2 separate regions of the Mus musculus genome follow, and region 1 is linked to region 2. Evidence: chromatin contacts called from public Hi-C data. All regions are on one chromosome and are shown on one strand. Each heading gives the region's core, a stretch centred on a gene start, on an enhancer-like site or on the middle of the called end of the contact. The rest is flanking DNA. Distances are from core to core; before and after follow the strand shown.

What was found. A called contact is a pair of places that touch in the nucleus more often than the background predicts.
Region 1: a contact with region 2 is called in a Hi-C map of cerebral cortex, with 4 times the contacts expected there. The contact joins two enhancer-like sites. A contact is called at or near these places in 9 of 39 promoter capture datasets (the 3T3-L1 cell line, 3T3-L1-derived adipocytes, the C10 cell line and 4 more), 2 of 15 datasets of contacts at CTCF or cohesin (embryonic stem cells and pro-B cells), 60 of 484 Hi-C or Micro-C datasets (the C2C12 cell line, the G1E-ER4 cell line, the HL-1 cell line and 33 more), 13 of 115 datasets of contacts at active chromatin or transcription factors (astrocytes, bone marrow-derived macrophages, craniofacial prominence and 10 more) and 5 of 9 other capture datasets (adipose tissue, embryonic stem cells, embryonic tail and 2 more).

Annotation. Positions count from the first base shown.
Region 1 is chr15:103,179,975-103,184,980 of GRCm38.p6, reverse strand. No RefSeq gene overlaps it. Among named protein-coding and RNA genes, the nearest start is that of Smug1, 19 kb to the right of the region's middle. Within about 2 kb of position 2,635, at least 104 of the 459 cell types and tissues checked have an H3K27ac peak or open chromatin away from gene starts, as enhancers often do. A contact at or near this core is called in cerebral cortex and cortical neurons, where this site is marked.
Region 2 is chr15:102,703,594-102,708,340 of GRCm38.p6, reverse strand. It overlaps Calcoco1 (calcium binding and coiled coil domain 1), which reads left to right. Exons shown (of 15, transcript NM_026192.3): 15 at 795-1,564. The coding sequence ends at 972. Among named protein-coding and RNA genes, the nearest start is that of Calcoco1, 16 kb to the left of the region's middle. Within about 2 kb of position 2,855, at least 27 of the 459 cell types and tissues checked have an H3K27ac peak or open chromatin away from gene starts, as enhancers often do. A contact at or near this core is called in cerebral cortex and cortical neurons, where this site is marked.

The DNA of each region.
Region 1 (5,006 bases), core at 1,386-3,885, 480 kb before region 2:
GACCTGGAATTTACTATGTAGCCCAGACTGACCTGAAACTCAAGATAATCTTCCTGCCTCAGCATCCAGAGTGCTAGGATTACAGGTGTCAGCTAACATCTGATATACGTGTGTATGTGTGACACACACACACACACATACATTTTTTACTTTGTTTTTTTTGTTTGTTTGTTTGGTTTTTGTGTATGTGTGTGTTTTCAAGACAGGGTTTCTCTGTGTAGCCCTGGCTGTCCTGGAACTCACTCTGTAGACCAGGATGTCCTTAAACTCAGAAATCCACCTGCCTCTGCCTCCCAAGTGCTGGGATTAAAGGCATGTGTCACCGCTGCCCGGCCAATTTTTTTTTTTAATTAATTTTTTTAGGGTCTTCCTACATTGCCCGGGGTTATCTTGAATTTGTGATCCTTTTGTTTCAACTCCTGAACATTTGGGATTACAGGCCTATACCACCAACTCTGTCTGGGAGACAAGAGGGCAGGAAGGCAGTCAGGGTAGGAAGGCAACAGCTCATGAGCGGAGTGAGGGCAGTCCAGAGGCTGCAGTCCTCTGACAGAAGGCCAGTGGGCACAAGCCTGGCCCAGATGTAAGAGATCAAGCTACATGGAGCTGCTGGCAGAAGTCGAAGGATGTTCTTAACCAGAGCATACATCATAATCTTTGCCTGAAATTCGGGGAGTTTCCAGAGTTTTGGGGCACCCCAATCACATACACTGCATTTCAGCAGGATACCAGACTTCACCAGTCCTTCAGGAAGGTTGGACTAGGAAGGAGTCTAAGTGGTCCTGGAAGACTAGGAGGTGGTGGTGTCTAATCCCGGTTGTGGACCTCGGTCTGCGGCTGGAGGATGCAAAGAGATGCCCAGAAGGTGGCGCGAGCCGGCGACAGCGGTCAAGCACAGAGGTGGCCCGCTCCATGGGTCTCACTCGCCCTGCGTGCAGCCCACCCACTGCCAAATGAAGGCATGCAGCCAAAGGCAGCCGAGCACAGCTGGATATGCAAATGTGTGCAAATGACATGGCGCCTTGGTTGGGGAGCGAGCGCGGCGCTGTCACAATTCCTGCTTCAAAAGACTTAGGGTGGGCTGTGCATGGTCCCAGTCCCGCTTGCTGGGTGACCATTTCCTGGGCTCCCACACACTCATCCTGCATAAGGCACAGGCAAAGAGCAGGCCCCCTGGCATGGAGAAATTTCCCTACCCACCTGTCAGCTGAGCGTAGTTCCTTAATGAACAGGCATGTGAGGCTCGCTGTGACGATACCACACTCACCCCAGCCTCAGAATCCTCTCTTCCCAGGACCAAACCATTTGCCCTCCTCCATTCCTTCATTAATATCCGTCTCCCTGCTTCCCTATCTGAAGTCCTTCCAGAAGTCTAACCACAATCACACTTGCTGCTGTTAGTACGTTACTTTTCCTTGTGGTTTGGCGAAACCATTCTACAAGTCCAGGTTGCTGTGTTTTTGAGTGTGTGTGAACAGGCTGAAGGATTCCAAGGCACTGCTGAGGAATAAGTCCCTACCCTAGGCTAGAACCCCGGAATCCGGTCCGGCGCCTGGGCGCTCTCCCTCTTCTGCGCCACCTACAACGGCCACACGGGGTCTTCCTTGAGCTAAGAATGGGAACTCGTGCGCCCCACGCTGGTGCGGGCGGGATGCGGGACTCTTAAGACTCGGCTCAGGCTTCCCACCGAGCACCTCTCCGCAAGCAGCTTACGACCTCCATCCCCCATCCCCACACCCCAAATCACGCTTAGTAGGAGGGCGGGGAGGGAGCCACATACTAAGCGCCCTCCCAGGGAAACTGAGGCTCTCCACCAGTCCAGCTCTTGGGGATTGGGTATGGCACAGCTAGCGAGGCGGAGAGATAGGAAATTAGAATGGGGGTGGAGGGAGACCATCAGAAGCAGCGTTGGATGGCCTGGATGACAAAAGGCGAACGGAATGCAAGATAGAGTGGCGGGGACAGTTTTTTGTATAGGGGAACGGAATTGTAAGCAAGAGTGGGAAGAAAATTAAGGCACTCACTTTCTCCAGTGAGGCTGTAACTTGGCAGATTTGGCTGTAGATGCAGTAAGAGGGATGGTGGTTAGACACCAAGAAGGACTTCCCCAAAGTAGTCAAACCTGGATGCTCAGGGAGAAGGACTGAAAATGAGGACTGTAACCTGAAACCCCCTCATAACTAGAAACTGGTAGGGAGAGGAGGTGTGAAAAATGCTGCGGCGAGGGGGGGGGGGGCGGGGCGGGGCGGGGTGGGTGGGAGGGGGAGGCAATGGAAGGAAGCTCAGGTGGAATGAGTCGCCCTTCACCCCCGGAAGCGGCGGCGGGTCGGACCAGGTGCTCACATCGTGGCCGCCCACTGGGACGCCCGGGTGGCCCCGCGCCCCACCCCCGCTCCAGGCTGGCCCGGTGGGTTCCGGGGCGAGACTGTCTGCAGGACCTGCCTCGCCTCGCTCTTTCCAGTGCCCAAGTCGCCCTGGGTGGTCGCAATTTGGAAGCACACAGTAGGGAGTTTAAGTCCCCCAAGACCCGTCCCCGCGGTTGACACCGGGTGTGTGTGTGTGGGGGGGAGGTAAGGTGGGGGGGAGAGGCTCAGGTGTCCGGCAGGGGGCGCCCGCGAGAGCGAGGCCCTGCTCCGGCACGTCTCGCGCGCTCCCTCTGCTGGCAGCGGCGCTGCCTCCACTGCAGGCCGCCGGTGGACCCCATAGACGCTATCCGACCCTAAGGCAGGCCTGGCTCCTCTCCATCCTTCAGAGGTGTGGGAAGATTTAAGAACAACGATCCCACGCAGTTCTGCAGCGACTCAAGACCAGCAGAGTGGGAATCCCCAGACCTCAGAGGGATCTTTCATGTCCACTGTGGAGGCCCGGAGTCCAGCCTGTTCCCAGGGTCTCCTAGCCAAGCTCCAAAGTACCAGTGCTCTTCCCCATTTGCCAGAACTGTCTTCTGAACACACAAATCAGTATGGGCCTCTCCCTATCTCCAAAGTACTCACAGGAAAGGACGCTCCTCCGGCCACCTTGGCTTTGCCCATGTCCACACTTGTCCTGCTCCTCAACAGCCTTGGCAATGGCTTGCAATCTTCACTAGCAGGTTCCTGCTCAATCCTTAACGTACACTTCAAATGTCCAAACTGAGTTTTTCCTTCCCATAGAGAGTCCAGCTTGCCTATAACAGAGTCTGGCCTTTATTTGATACTCCTGCCTCCAACTCCTTAGCGCTGGAATTATGGGCACACACCACCACCCTAGGCTACGTGAACTTTAGAAGCATCTCTCTTGTGGAGGCTTTTATCCTAGGCGTGATCTAATTATTATCCTGTTTTCCATGCTTCCATCTAGAACAAGATGGAGTTCTTAAGCACACTTAGTGTTGCTGGGAGCCCACCTAATCTCTCCCACTGAAGCACACAAGGACTCACGTGTGCCCCTAGGCCTAGACTGACCTCTACCTGCCTATAAGACAATGGGACAAACCACTCCTGGAGTAGACTCTGGACTCTCAAGAGATCAGCTGTCCCCCTGTTTCTTTGGTTTTACTGGGAACCCAAATCTAAGGGAGGGAGCTGCAGAGCCTAGATACAGATGGAGGGCACTTACTCCCTGGAGAGTACTGAGGACTCCCCGGTACTTCTTGGGTCTAACCTACTCCTCACTCACCTAAGCTGGGGCTTGGGGGCAAAATCATAAATTTGGGAGACAAGAGGAGAGATAAAGATCGTTTGTTGAGAATGGTGTCATCAATCAAGTTGCTGGAGAGAATGCAAACAAAAAAAAATTCCCTAAACCTGGGTGCTCAGATGCAACATTCCAGCCTTTCTTAAAAGTCCCCAGCCTCGAGTCAGCCCCTCCATGGGTTTGAGGTTGCTATGGGTTCATCTCTAAGTTCTGTCTGTATCCTCAGAAACCCCAGTCCTTTCCTCTCCCACTTGGGAAGGGTCTTGGGATGGAGAGAGACATCTCCACCCACTCTGTTAAAGATTATATTTTTGAAAGAGCCTGGAGGGAGATTCCCTAACTCCTAGTTTCTGAGTTTCAGGTTGAGGACAGCCAGATAAATAATGGCTTGCCAAATTAATTAATTATTTTATTAGCCTGAGTAATTATTAATCAGGCCATTAATCACCCAGCTGTGTCCTATGAATAGCAATTAGTTGGGGGTGGGGGCAATGGAGAATCAGGTCATGGTTGTAAGGTCTGCCAGCCTGTATACCTTCTCCAGTCTTAGGAAATTTGGGGAGATTCATGGTGTCCCATCTCTCTCTCCCCTTCACCCTCACACCTAGGCATTGATGTGGACACTAGAACAGGGTCTGCCTGAATCCCTTTGCCCTCTCTCTTGGTTGTCTGAGGTCATGTGGGGGTAGGACCATATACACAGGTGAAAGGAAGTGAAACTGGGTATAGAGATGGGCTGGGGAGACAGCAACATATGCCAGATGTCTCTACAGCTGCAGTCCCTACTGGTCATTGAAATATGAAATGAGTGATTGTATTAGCTCCAAGTTTGGCCCTTAATTCAATGTGTTGAGGGGATGGAGAGATGGCTCAGTGATTAGGAACATTTGCTATTGTCTATAGGCTTCAGGTTCAATTCCCAGCACAAAGAGACTCACAAGGGTCTGTAGCTCCATTTCTGTAACTCTAGTGTCAGGGAGTCCAATGCCCTCTTCTGGCTTCTGAGAGCACCAGGTGCACATGTGCTACCCAGACATACATACAGGCAAACACTCATACATATAAAGTAATAATAAAATAATTTTAAAAATTCAGCGTGTTGGAAACGTGGAAATGGAGGAGGTAGAAAACAAAGGAGAATAGGTCACATGGGATGGACTGAAGTCGGGGTAGGGGTGGGGTGGAGGATGTACTGGAGACAGACTGGCTTTTTGCCTTGGAGTTGGGAACCTGCCCCTCCAGAATAGATGCCTGGGGACTTCCTGCTAGACCCCTCTGCTCCCAGGACCTCTGTCCGGACATTAGCAATGGACCCAGCTCTTGATCATCAA
Region 2 (4,747 bases), core at 1,606-4,105:
TGGAGCCCAAATTGTCCTGCTCCCCCTCTCTCCTGCCCCCTCCCCTTCCCCAGGCACCAGGTAGGTACCTAGGTCCTCTGGGAGGAAGAGGATGGAGACTGAGAGAAGGACCGCCATCCAGAGCATCTGTCTGGCTATGCTAGAGATGTTGCTCATCCCTGACTTCCTGGGAAACTCTAGGAGGGGAACCTGCAGTATGGGCAGGGACCAGGTGGTGCCTTCTGCCTGGCTCTCTAGTCCTAGTCAGGCCGACAGGGCCTCAGGGAAAAGAGCATCATGGCCTGGCCCCCCAACTCTGCCTGGCGTGTGGGGCTTGGGGCAGAAAGGGCCAGTGCTGTCATTCTCTCTCTCTGCTGGAGCAGGAAGATGAAGAACAGTGTCAGACTCATTTTCAGCCCCATTAGGCAGCAGACGGAGATGGAGGGAGGAGAGCGGGAGACTGGGGGATGGGTTCTGCACTACAGATGCCAGCAGGGCCTCATGAAGAGAGGACTTGGGTATCTGGAGAATATTTTAAGCAGAAGAAGCCATAGGAGAGGCTTGAACAGAGAGTGACCAGGATGGCATGTTAGGAACAAGGAACCACATGGGTCGTGTTCCCTGAGGTCCCCGGGTCAAGAAGGCAGCAGAAGCTGCAGTGCTGCCTGAAGTCTGAGCCCCTGGGAGGGGAAGGGGAGACTCAGGAATTCAGGAACCTTCCATTGCTATATGACAAGTTTGAGGCTTATATCAGAAATAAAAATAAAGGCAGCAGAGAACCCTGACCCTGTCTGTCTTTCCTCATCTCTCTTTAGTGCTTTTACAGTGAGTTCCCTGTCAGAGGCCAGCCCTGGGGTCCCAGCCAACCCTCCATGGAAGGAGTGTCCCATCTGCAAGGAGCGCTTCCCTGCTGAGAGTGACAAGGACGCCCTAGAGGGCCACATGGATGGGCATTTCTTCTTCAGCACCCAGGACCCTTTCACCTTTGAGTGACCTCACCTCTCCCTCTTATGTAGACACACGTGCACACACACAGACATATATGCAGTTTGGTCTCATGCTTTTTCTTTTTCTTTCTTTCTTTTTTTAAATCACACCAGGCTTTATAATGTTCTGTTCCTACAGACCATGCCTGCACCCTGCTTTCATCCCAAGCCTTACAACTCCATCTTCCATCCTGATGTCTTTGTCCCAAGCAGCAATCTGTCTTGGAAGCAGTGGCTGAGTTTACTTTTCTGAAAAGGTTTAGAGGAACCAGGATGGAGATGACTTTCCCTTGCGGGAATAGAATTATTCCCACAATTTATTTACTGCTAGCCCAAGTACACACACACACACACACACATCACTCCCTTCTGATGCCCCAAAGCCAACTCCTGCCACCCCACACCGAAGTCCTCAAACGGAAAAGAAAATGTATTTGTGCCTTCTGTGAGGGATAGGGGACAAGGGATCCCAGGTGTCCCCATTTCCCGCCCCCTCACCTTCTCCAGCCCCGCCCCCCACAGCAATAAGAACTTTCTCTCTCCCTTAAACTCTCCTCTTATTTGTAGTTTGGACAAATATATTTATATGATATGTGTAACCATTGTCATGACGTATGTTCTTATCAAGAGGCATTGCTACAAGAAAAGAAGGGCTTCAAATTCCTGGTCCCTGTCAGGAGGGAGGAGAGTGATAGATTAAGTACATTCTAACCAGGCCTTCTGGTGTGCTAGCCACCTGAGGCCACGGGGGAAAAAAAAAGACACTGTGTATCTCCGGCCTGGAGCACACTTTTAAGGAGGGAGCAAACAGGTGGCTGATGGGATTGGAAGGGACACACAAAGACCATCAGATTCCATGGTCATCCTTGCTATACCCTACTCCCATCAAGAACACATATCTTTGGGTTCTGCCAAATGAGATGTGCTCTGAGCTCCCTACCACCATTGTTTACATCCCATACACCCCCGTGCACTCCTTGACAACAATCAGAGCAACACATCCATCCACCCCAACCAGTTGTCTAGGTAGCACAGACATCCATAGCAGCACAGAGCATATATTAAGGACCTTGTGCTCACTGATGCTCTCTGTGTGCCCTAGCAGGGCATACACCCATAGCTCTCTCATTCTCTGTCCCAAAACACCCTTGTCAGCACCTTGCATCCGTTCAGGTTCGCTCACTGGACCACCCCCATAGTCCTGTCTTTACCTGAAACTAACCCATCCACCACCACCCCGCTTCCTACCGCACCTGGATGACAATCTTACATCCATCCCGTCTTCTTCCCTCATGTCTGTCTCCTAGCAACCCCATCTCGTTCCCTGAATCCTTTCCAAGGAAATTGGAGATAATGGATCTCTCTCCTCTCTCCATCTCAACCTCTCTTTATTGATCCTCCTTTAATGAAAGTTAATTATAACAATGATTTAATTAATAGAATCCCTCTCTTCCTTTATTGCTTCCCGTATTAAGACTATTAATAAATACGAGCTGGGCTGACAGAGGCATCCATCACCCGCCCAGGACTCCCCCCATCCCTCCTTTTCCCCTCCCCTCTCCCCCTCCCTCTCTTGGCCTATAAACTTGCCGGGGTAGTGGGGGTTAATCAGAGAGGAATTATGAGCCAACATCCCCAGCAGGAGGTGCATTTAATGAAATCACTCGTGATTTATGATTGGGGGAGGTTGGGAGGGAAGAATCTGGGACCTACACTTTCTGGCTTCCAGGAGGTTGGTCCCCCTAGAGCTAAAGGAGAAACAGGGATCCAGAGCCAGGCGCCTGCTCCCTGCCAACCCTCCATCTCACACAAAAGGCACATGGCTAACCAAACCAGGCCATTGACACATAGAGGCTCTGGTGAGGACCACACTATGGGCTTTGTTCCTACTCTCCCTGGCATGGGTCCTTTTCTACCCTTTGCCGTCTCCTCAGCTCTGTCCTGATTCACCCTCCCACAGCTGTTCCACACATCTTCCTCCTAGAAGCAACCCTTCCCCCACCCCCTAATTTGACACCAAGCACTTCCAACGTCTCCGGCTCCATTTTTTTTGGATCCACGTGTCTCTTCCTGTGCAGTGTATGAGTGTTCACACTGGGACTTCTGCAGGTGTTTGGAGCAGGGAGGGGGACAGCTGGCCTTCAGATCCAGCTCCGATCCTACATATTGTGTAGTGTTTGGCAACTCACCCTGTCATACCTCCATTCTGAAATGGATGTGGTCCTTATCTTCGAGCTTTGTGTCCTCTGTGCAGCTTAGAAAACTGAAGGTCCTGGAGTGAAAGGGAAAGTCAGATGAAGTGGCAGCAGATACTCCTGTCAGCATTTGTCATCAGAGGATGAATCTAGTCCTCTCTGAGTACCTTGTGGCTGCCCCCTGTCTACAGGAACTTGAAGTGTGGATGGCTTAGTGTGCCAGCACACAGCGCGGGGTCTTCATTAGCTGTTCTCAGGGGCGTTTCCTCCACCCATCCTGCCCTGGGAAACCCTGTGCTACAGTGGAACAGAACTGTTTCCCAGAAATGTGCAGTTTTCGAGTGACTGTGCAGCTGCCTTTCTATCCACCCAAAGGATGCTTCAAAGCCCGCTTGAGTTCTGTGTCCTGAAAAAGGAGCTAGAACATGTGTGGCATGTTCATAAAAGCACACACTCTGCCGGCTGCACATGCCTGGAATCCCAGTAGCTGCGAAATGGACAATATCAATTCCTGTTTCAAAAGGCCAAGGGCTGGTTAGGTGTGATGACATTTGCAAGGTCCAGGCCAGCATAACTGCTAAGTGAGACCCCATCCTTAAAGAGAAAAGGAAGGGGGCAACCCAGAGTCTAGGAATAGAAAACCCAGCAGTGCAGATCTTGCCTAGGCAAGCCCTAGTCAGACCACAAACAAAAGCTCATTATCATGTGTACAAGTTTTTCATTTCTCTGTAAGTAGCATGGAGGTAGGACCTGGGCTTATACACCCTGTGGCTCCAAAATCTAATACAGAAACTGACACAGAAGATGAGTCCTCAACATTTTTAAAAATTGTATTGGGGGGAAAAAAAAGACTCACTTCATTCATACAAAATAATACATAGAGAATAAAATGAGCATCACACTGGACTCACCAACCAGTTTTCTTTTGTTTCCTTTCTTTTTTGGATTTTTTTTTTTTCAAGACAGGGTTTCTCTGTGTAGCCCTCGCTGTTTGGGGACTTGTCCTGTAGACCAGTCTGACCTCAAGTGCTAGCATTAAAGGCATGTGCCACCACACCTATCTACCTATCTACCTATCTACCTATCTACCCTATCTATCTATCTATCTATCTATCTATCTATCTATCTATCTACCTACCTACCTACCTACCTATCTCTATCTCTATCTCTATCTCTATCTATATCTATATCTATATCTATATCTATATCTATATCTATATCTATATCTATATCTATATCTATCTCAAATGTGTATGAGTGGTTTGCCTGCATGCATGTCTAGTACCTGAAGAGGCCAGAAGAAGACATCAGATCCCCCAGAATTGGAGTTACAGGTGGCTGAATCTACTCATCAAGAACACTCCATAATGATTCTTAAGTTAACAAAAAACAACTCAATAGCAACCAACACCTATCTTGTTTTTGTCAAGCAATCTATAGCACTGAAATGGTGTTAGTGATGTTTGGTGATTTAAAGCTGATTGGTCAGGGCTGGAGATACGGTGCTTAACTCTTAGCAGTTAAGAGCACTGGCTGCTCTTCCAGTAGATACAGGTTCAACTCCCATGGTGGTCTACAACCATCTAA